Linked DNA regions of Mus musculus: region 1 is linked to region 2. Evidence: chromatin contacts called from public Hi-C data. All regions are on one chromosome and are shown on one strand. Each heading gives the region's core, a stretch centred on a gene start, on an enhancer-like site or on the middle of the called end of the contact. The rest is flanking DNA. Distances are from core to core; before and after follow the strand shown.

Region 1 (4,555 bases), core at 696-3,195, 160 kb after region 2:
TTACAGAGATAAAGTTTGGAACTGTGACGAAAGGATGGACCATCTAAAGACTGCCATATCCAGGGATCCATCCCAGAATCAGCTTCCAAACGCTGACACCATTGCATACACTAGCAAGATTTTGCTGAAAGGACCCAGATATAGCTGTCTCTTGTGAGACAATGCCGAGGCCTAGCAAACACAGAAATGGATGCTTACAGTCAGCTGTTGGATGGATCACAAGGCCCCCAATGGAGGAGCTAGAGAAAGTACCCAAGGAGCTAAAGGGATCTGCAACCCTATAGGTGGAACAACATTATGAACTAACCAGTACCCCAGAGCTCTTGACTCTAGCTGCATATGTATCAAAAGATGGCCTAATCGGCCATCACTGGAAAGAGAGGCCCATTGGACTTGCAAACTTTATATGCCCCAGTACAGGGGAATGCCAGGGCCAAAAAGTGGGAGTGGGTGGGTAGGGGAGTGGGGGGGTAGTGTATTGGGGACTTTTTGGATAGCATTGGAAATGTAAATGAGGAAAATACCTAATAAAAAATAATTCTTAAAAAAAAAGAAAAAAAAACCATGAGGTTTCCCTTCTTTCTCCTCCCTCATTATTAATCCTTAAAAACACCCTTCAAAACATGGTGTCATTCATTCTCTGGCATCTTCCAGATTCTACGGAGAGTGCACTGGTTCTTGTAGTGCAAATTGACCTGAGGCCTCTAGGACGATGATGATGATAGCTAGCATGGATGGGAAGTCTAAATGGGGACTCGGATGAGGACTGAAATAAAAAGTGATTCAACAGCTATGTCTGAAAGACCCAGTCCAAATGTCATAATTAAGGTCATTACAGCCAGTTACCTAATGATACTTCTGCATTTCTCATGATCTCCATTCCTCTATACCTGAGATTACACCAAAATTTTTGACTTAAATATGGCTTTCAGAAAAACTAAAGTCAGCCTCACTTGGGTCCATATCTTCTCTGATGTCTTCCTTCACACCCAATCAAGAGTTACTTCTTCCTTTGTGTGACTCTTTACAGATATTCAGCACCAAATACCATATGTGGAGTATATTCCTTGCTTATCACATTGTGCATTTTTTAAAGTCAGAAAACTTTTGTTACAGCATTGGGTATATAGTAGGTACTAATCCATTGTTTCACACATAAGCAGAGCCTACAAATCCCAGTATGAGTTTCTTACCTAAAGACTCAGCTAAAAAAATATTGAAAAGAAAGCATAATTCTTGGAGTATCCAAGTCATCTCCTTGACTGTCATCACATCCATTACTCTCTGCTTTAACTATTGCCTCAGAGTTGAAATATCTGGGTTTCCCCAACCACACAATATATTCATGAGGTAGCTATGCTCTCTGTAAGTTAAAGTCCCTCAGGACATTTATTTTCTTTGCCTGTGTTTCAACATTCCCAATCTCTGATGCAGATCTTTTAACCAAAACATTTCTTCACAGATGGCAGATCCTCTCCAGACACACTGAACTCCTCACTGTGAGAACCCATAAGTCAATGGCCTAAAATATGGGGAGCGGGGCAGAGGGCTCAACTGCTGCTGCTGAGAGGAAACCATATTTGAGAAACTCTAATTCTTACTGACACATTTAGTACACTTCCATTTTTTTCTCTTAATTTTATTGCCTCATCAGTAAAGCTGAAACTACCTCCAAGTATTGAAATGGAGTAGCTGGGAGCTAAGAGTTCAGGAGGTACTTACTGAAGGGGCTGCTATGCACTTGTTTATGCCATGTTGTTTTAAATCTCATGAAGTAAAAATAAAGAAAACTAATTGTTAATAAAAGTAGATGATGGCTCCTAATGTAAATTGACAGTGAAAGGAAAAAAAAAAGAAAAGAAAATATGGTGTCATGATTAAAATATTTTCAGAACAGTTCAGACTTAGAGCCATACCCATGTAGTGAGTGTCATCACTGGGTCAGTTTAGCATAGTCACAGCTGGTTTTTTTTTTCTCTTAATCACAGCAGTTTTGATGATACTGGATTATCATAGTGATGCCCAATTGGCATTTTGTTGCATGAAATCAACAGCAATTATGGGAGGATGGAGAAAGAGTGAGGTTACATCAAAGGTCACACCGTATAAACTGTGAGATGAATAGTAAGTACCCTGATGTAACGTCTTGCAATTGTTGGGCATGAGACAAGAAGAAACCCATTCAATCAAGAGTTAGGTGTAGTTAATGGAGAACTTAATGGAGAGATCTATGCACATTACATTTTAGGTTCCTTTCATCTATACAGGTTCTTTCAAAGGAACTGTACCTAATTTTTATTCATTTTTTTCTTTTAAAACATTGTTCCAGGAAAATTCTCAAAAAATTAAATATATGTGTGTGTATGTTTAAAGACAGAATAGTATAACTAAGAAATCATGATATATGTTCATAAATAGAACTATTACCAAAGAAATACAAGATATTTATTTAACTAAGAGTTATTAATTATCATTTATGTACCAGCCACTGTAGCAGCCAATGCATATCTATAGTTAGCAAAATACTACCACTTGTCTTTAAGATCAATTCCATCCAATAGCAATGGAGTGTAAAAAGTAAAGCAATGAACACATAGATAGAATCATTAAAGGCTATGAAACATTAGTAAAGGAAGCATTCGGATGGTTAGGATAAATTAATATGGAAACTTCTTTTAGGTCGGGCAGTGGTCAACATTTGAGGTGACAAACCTGAAGTTATGAAAAGAGATGAACTATGGTCTGGGTCTGCGCATAAAGAATGCAGGTAGAACACAGTGTGACTCTCTTGAGCAACAAATGAAAAGCCATGGGTCTTCAATGAGTCATCAGGAACTGGTGATTAAGCAAAGACCTGGTGAATTCAACTTTCACATTGGCTTCATTATAGATCTTCCTTCACCTGAAAAGTCATATGATGGAAAAACTGACATTGTTTTTTTTAGGAAATGTAATACAAGACCCATCTATTACATTCAAACAGTAATGTTATAAAGTAAAGTATGTGTCATTTTAGAAAATTCTTATATTTTTCTATCAAGGGCTATATATGAATACTGATTTGTATATTTTTTATTAAAATGAATTATTATTATTATTATTATTATTATTATTATTATTATTATTTTACTTGCTCACTTTACATCTTGCTTCACTGCCCTGTTCCATAGTTCTTTCCCTTATACCCCTCTCCTTCTCCTCTGAGCAGGTGGGAACCTCCCCTCCCTTGGTATACCCCCACCCTAGCACATCATGTATCTGTGAGGCTAGACGCATCCTCTTTGATGGAGGCCACACCGGGCAGCCCAGTTAGAACGTACTCTGCTTGCAGGTAACAGCATTTAGGGTAGCTCCTCTTCCAACTCTAGTTGTTTGGGATGCACATGAAGACCAAGCTACACTTCTGCTACATATATGCGGGGAAGCCTAGGTCCAGCCCATGCATATTCTTAGGTTGGTGGTTCAGTCTCTGAGAACCACAAGGGTCCAGGCGAGTTGACTCTGTTGATCTTCCTGTGGAGTTCCTATCCCCTTTGGGGCCTGCAATTCTTCCTCTTATTCTTCCAAAGGATTCCCTAAGCTGCATTCACTGTTAGGCTGTGGGTGTCAGTATCTGTATGAGTCAGCTGCTGGGTGGAGTCTCTCAGAGGGCAACTTGCTCCTGTCTGAAAGCATAACAGAGTATCATTAATAGTGTTAGGGACTGGTGCTTGTCCATGGGATGGGTCTCAACTAGGGCTAGTTAGGTTGGTCATTCCCTCAGCCTCTGCTCCATCCTCCGTGCCTGCATTTCTTGTAGACAGGATAAATTTTGGGTTGAAAGTTTTGTTGGTGAGTTGGTGTCCTGATCACTCTATTGGGGTTCCTGCCTGGCTATAGGAGGGGGCTATTTCAGGTTCCATATTCCCAATGCTGTGAGCCACAGCTAAGAACACCCCACTGATTCTTGGGCACCTCCATTATCCCAGGTCTCTGTCTCTTCCCGAAGAAGCTTCCTGTCTCCCCAGCCCCGTCAGTTGCAGATTTATATTCATTCTCATGACAATGTGATGATTTCTACTTTTATGTATTAGAAAATTGTCAAAACCTTCCTCTCAGAGATCTCATACTACAAACACTGGATTTGGGGGGAAGTACTTGGGATTACACCATGTGCCTTACATATGCTAGGCAAGTACTCCAGGACTGAGCTATCTCTCCAGTCTTATATTGATATCAAGTCTCCCTAAATTGCACAGTTTGGCTTTGAGTTCTGTCACTCATGCAGTTCTTAAAGTCATGAGATTAATTTCGTTACCCTTTTAATAGCTGAGCTTACAGGCCTGCCACAACAAACCTAGCTCTAAGTGAGTTTTAAAACTAGTATTCATGTCATTTATGAAAGACTAGTCACAGAATCAACTAACTTGGGCTCCTGGGGATTCACAGAGACTGAACTGACAACCAGGAAGCTTACATGGGACAGACTTAGACACTTTTCATGTTACATCTATACATGTTACAGTTGTATAGCTTGGTTTTCTTGTGAGTCTTCTGACAGTGTGTGCAGGGAGTG
Region 2 (4,391 bases), core at 624-3,123:
TATACAAATGTATCAGTAATGGCAAACATCATGACCACTGCCTCTGTCCTAATTACCTAGCTTCCAAGACTCAATTCCCCCTTTCAAAGTACTTTTTTTGCCCACTAATGGTTAACAGAAATTCTTGAATTTTAACAGTATTTAGTCAATACTTGCCTGATATGTATCATTTTTACCTTACAGACACATCAATCTATAAAAAGGTTACATTTTTCAATGGTGAGATGCTGGAGATTTAGCTTGGATTTTTCATAGTTTATGTCTCAATATTTAGGAACGGTCTTCCTCTTGAAGTATTAAAGCCACCGTACTACCCCGGTAATAACATTCTTTTAGATGTTTCCCGAGTCTCAGTTATAGCCTTGCCTATGAATAAACAATCTACACTTACACATTCTTCCCTTAAAAACATAAATGCATTAAAAAACACAAAAATATTAAGTTCAGGCAGATCTAAAATATCTCTGCTACACTAGCAAGGTGAGAGACTTCAATATGTATATATCTATATCTGTATCTGTCTATCTATATATATATATATCATATACTCAGAAAATGAAACAAAAGACAGTCAGAACTTTTTCTCTCTAGTGTGCAGACTACAAAATTCAATGCAAAAAGAATATATCCATCAAGCTCATGACCCACCTGTCAAGACATTCTTCAGCATTTATTGAAAATTAATTTTGCTGTTCCCTGCTGACAATACACTTGTTTAGAAAACTTCCTATGAATATAAATACTATACCTGTCATATAAACCGTAGCTATCTGGAAGCGTATATATGTCATCAAAACAGTTTTACTAGACTTTTTAGAAAACTGCCAGTGAACACAAAATACCTGCCCCTGAATCTGCAGTTCCCTGTTATAATCTGTGTCCAGAAAGCACAACTTACTAACTCTGCTAGACAAAATTCTAGCCTTACACTTTACTTACTGTAATTAGTAAAATGCATCAATTTCTCCATAAAGCCAATATATAGTTAGCCATAATAGTTCTAATCCAATACTTCTTCTCAGTACCCCCAAACAAACTCCTAAATTCAGGACTGAAACGTATTAAGTCCCCAAACTACATACTTAGGACATCTCATTGAACATTTATGACTGAATCATACTTCGTTAAGTCTGAACATCAACACTAAAAACAAAGTTTACATTGCAGCTTGTGGGTTATTCTTGGTCCTCACTCTCATCTGACAAAGTACGCTACATTCCTATGAAATAAATATCTATCGATGACCAGGAAATTCACAGCAAAGTATCCACAACTTCAAGGAAATTAGAATGCCTGAAATGTAAGAGAATCTTGTAATGGGATTCTGAACACAACCCAAATCCAAGGCCATAGACTCAATTTCTAAAAAGAAAACTGAAATTTCCAATAGCATCCGTGGCGAGCCCAAAGCACTCGCTCAGCCAACGCAGCTTCAGGCAAAAACAGACATGGCCGCCCGCAGGATCCTGAGCCTCGGGCCAGGAAGCAAAGACCCCGGCGTCGCCAGAACCCCGCGCTGTCACCTCACCCCTCCGGACGCACAGCCGAGTCCCACCGCCCCGAGCACCCCGACAGCGCTACGATACGCGGGAAGCTGCTGTCCCAGGGCCCAGCCCGTGTCTGTCAGGGCGGCCCAAGCCGGCTTCCGGCTCGCACGTGTGTAGGCCCTGCCGCCGCCTCCCCGCGTCTCCAGGCGCCTCTCTCGTCCCTACGCCGTCCTCCTTCTCAAAGCTTCCTCACCTCTTTCACAGAGAGAAACTCAAGAAGCGGAAAGACCAGGTGCCGATCCAGAAAATGCGCGATGCGAGTAGTCAGGTCGTACTCCGCCATCTTGCCGGGGGAAAGGAGCGCTTGTTCGCTAAAACTTTATTGACAGCTCCGAGAGGCGGACAGGCCCCGCACTGCGCATGTGCAGTAGTGGCCCCGCCCAAGCGTGCTGATGACAACGGCAGCAGTTGCGCGTGGTGGCCTCTCCCTCCCTCCCCACGCCTTCTGGGTGGGGCTCAAACTTTGCACATAATTTCTCTTGTTTGGAAGTTCTGTCGCTTCTTGTACCAATAAAGAAAAGCTAGTTTTAAGGAGGAAAGAACCCAAGAGTTTAGTTTTACACATAAGTAGACGAAGTATAGCCTGCCTGACATCTACGTGGAAAGAGTACATATTTGAAACTACAACTAGGTCTCAAAGATCAGTACTAAAGCAATACACTATTAACTCTGGGTAACTTACTAATGGAACTGAAAACCATGCATAAAATTAAGCTGAAAGAGTGTTTGAAAGAGAGGTGAGGGAGGTTAAATCTAGGTAATTCACCTTACACAAATGGGGGCAAGTATGATCAAGCCTAGAAACTAGATCACTGAAATATATGTGATGGCTATTTATGGTGGTCAACTTGACTACATTTGGAATCTAACAAAATCACAAGCAGTTAGGTACATCTGTGAGAGATTTTTCTTAATTAAGCTATTTAAGATAAGACCTATCTTAAATCCATATCACTAAGATGAGAAGATCCACCTTTAATCTGGACCTTTAGGCAGGCTAAGTATAGAAAAAGAAGATTAAGCCCTTTGCTAGCTTGCCCTTGTTCTCCCTGGCAAGTTCATTCTTTCGCTGACATTAAAACCTAGTTCTCCTGGATTCCAGCTTATACTGAAGATCACCTAGGACATCCAGCCTTAATTGAACAGCTACTATATTCTTAGACTTTTCATTGGGAGACAGACATTTTTGGAATAGACTATAACCTGTAATCCATTCAAATAAATCCAATTTACACACACACACACACACACACAGACACACACACACACACACATCTTAGGGTTTTACTGTTGTAAACAGACACCATGACCAAGGCAGCTCTTATTAAGGACATTGAATTGGGGTTGGCTTACAGGTTCTGAGTTTCAGTCTATTATCATCAAGGCAGGAACATGGCAGCACCCAGGCAGGTTTGGTTCAGGAGGATCTGAAAGTTCTACCTCTTCATCTGAAGACTGCTAGCAGAATACTGGCTTCTTGTCAGCTAAGATGAGGGTCTTAAAGCTCACACTAACACTGACATACCTACTCCAACAGGGCCACAGATTCTAATAGTGCTACTCCCTGGGCTGAGCGTATACAAACCATAACACGCATTCAACCAGTCTCTCTCTAGAAAACCCTAACTAATATAACCTGGATGAAGGAGGGAAGCACCAGAGGATCCAAGAAGCATTTAGTTAAGTAAAACAGCTCTGATAGCTCATGGCAATAAATAAAGCCTACATTTGTATTTAAATTGTTCACAGCCATTTATTTATTTACATTTACTTAAATTATCCACAACAATTTTCTCCTGTTAATATTTGACTCTGGTCATTTCTTCCTGGCACATCCTATCCTATTGATGACCTTTACATGGACTCTTTCAATTAGTTGTGGATGAAAAAATCTACTCATAGTGAACATAAAAGGCAAAAGGAGAAAGATCACAGCAACATATATAAACATGCTTTGAAGATATTTACAAGAAAGATATTCTAGTAGATCTTCTAGTAGATATAGGATGCAGGCAGTGTGAAAAGAATGGGGTTTGTATGCTGGTAGTACTAGGTGTAATACTGATCTAAACAACTAAGGGAAGATTAGAGTATTGTGAGCAGCCGATTGAAATATGAGCAGAACAGAGAGTATCAGTCAGGCTGATGCCCAATAGACTACCAATGGAATACTGCAGATAGAGAATGCTTGGCTGACTGGGTATGATACATCTTAAAATAGACAGAGAAGAGAGCACTGAAGGTGGTCCAGGAACCACTTGCATACCAGAGAGACTCATAGACAGGAAAATGAATGAGTAACCTGAGGAAACGAACTTGGAAACTTAGCTGAACACCAGTGTCTATAGGAGAGGCTGCGGTCCCAGGAAAAATAAAAAAGGACAAGAGACAAATATATTTGTGAACACTTAGAAATTTATCTTAAGTCCTGAGGAGCCTTAAAGCATTTTTGAGTATGAAAGAAAATAGTCCTATATTTCAGGAAGATTAATTCTGACAGTTGTGTGGTTCGATGACAGCTAGTGGGTTCGATGAGTGATATGTGGAGAGTCTATAAAGGCCTTCAAAGCTGGACTGGGAAACCTTGATTTGATCAGATAGGCAGTGATAGCCACTTAGTAAATTTTTAAGAAAAAGACATGAAGACAGTGATTTTTCTTTGTCCCTTAAAATTAAATTGGGTTTGACTTATAAGATTGATAAAAGTTGTGACAAATTAGAAACTCTGTTACTTTTCTTCTGGAATTTTTGTTGTTGGTTAGTCAAATGCACACACACACACACACACACACACACACATATAGAGGTTAATTTCTAAATATTGAAAAGCTAATTTTATTGATA

Evidence for each region. Hi-C and Micro-C count contacts between places; a contact is called where the count stands out from the background.
Region 1: a contact with region 2 is called in a Hi-C map of adipose-derived mesenchymal stem cells, with 2.8 times the contacts expected there. The contact joins the enhancer-like site here to the promoter of Eif3e in region 2. A contact is called at or near these places in 2 of 39 promoter capture datasets (both in the 3T3-L1 cell line), 1 of 15 datasets of contacts at CTCF or cohesin (the NIH/3T3 cell line), 4 of 484 Hi-C or Micro-C datasets (the G1E-ER4 cell line, adipose-derived mesenchymal stem cells and cortical neurons), 1 of 115 datasets of contacts at active chromatin or transcription factors (the SCID.adh cell line) and 2 of 9 other capture datasets (adipose tissue and pancreatic islet).

What each region holds. Positions count from the first base shown.
Region 1 is chr15:43,436,871-43,441,425 of GRCm38.p6, forward strand. It overlaps Gm10373 (predicted gene 10373), which reads right to left. Exons shown (of 3, transcript NR_046064.1): 2 at 2,713-2,902. Among named protein-coding and RNA genes, the nearest start is that of Gm10373, 38 kb to the right of the region's middle. Within about 2 kb of position 1,946, at least 18 of the 459 cell types and tissues checked have an H3K27ac peak or open chromatin away from gene starts, as enhancers often do. A contact at or near this core is called in the NIH/3T3 cell line and adipose-derived mesenchymal stem cells, where this site is marked.
Region 2 is chr15:43,280,863-43,285,253 of GRCm38.p6, forward strand. It overlaps Eif3e (eukaryotic translation initiation factor 3, subunit E), which reads right to left and starts at 1,874. Exons shown (of 13, transcript NM_008388.2): 1 at 1,741-1,874. The coding sequence starts at 1,830.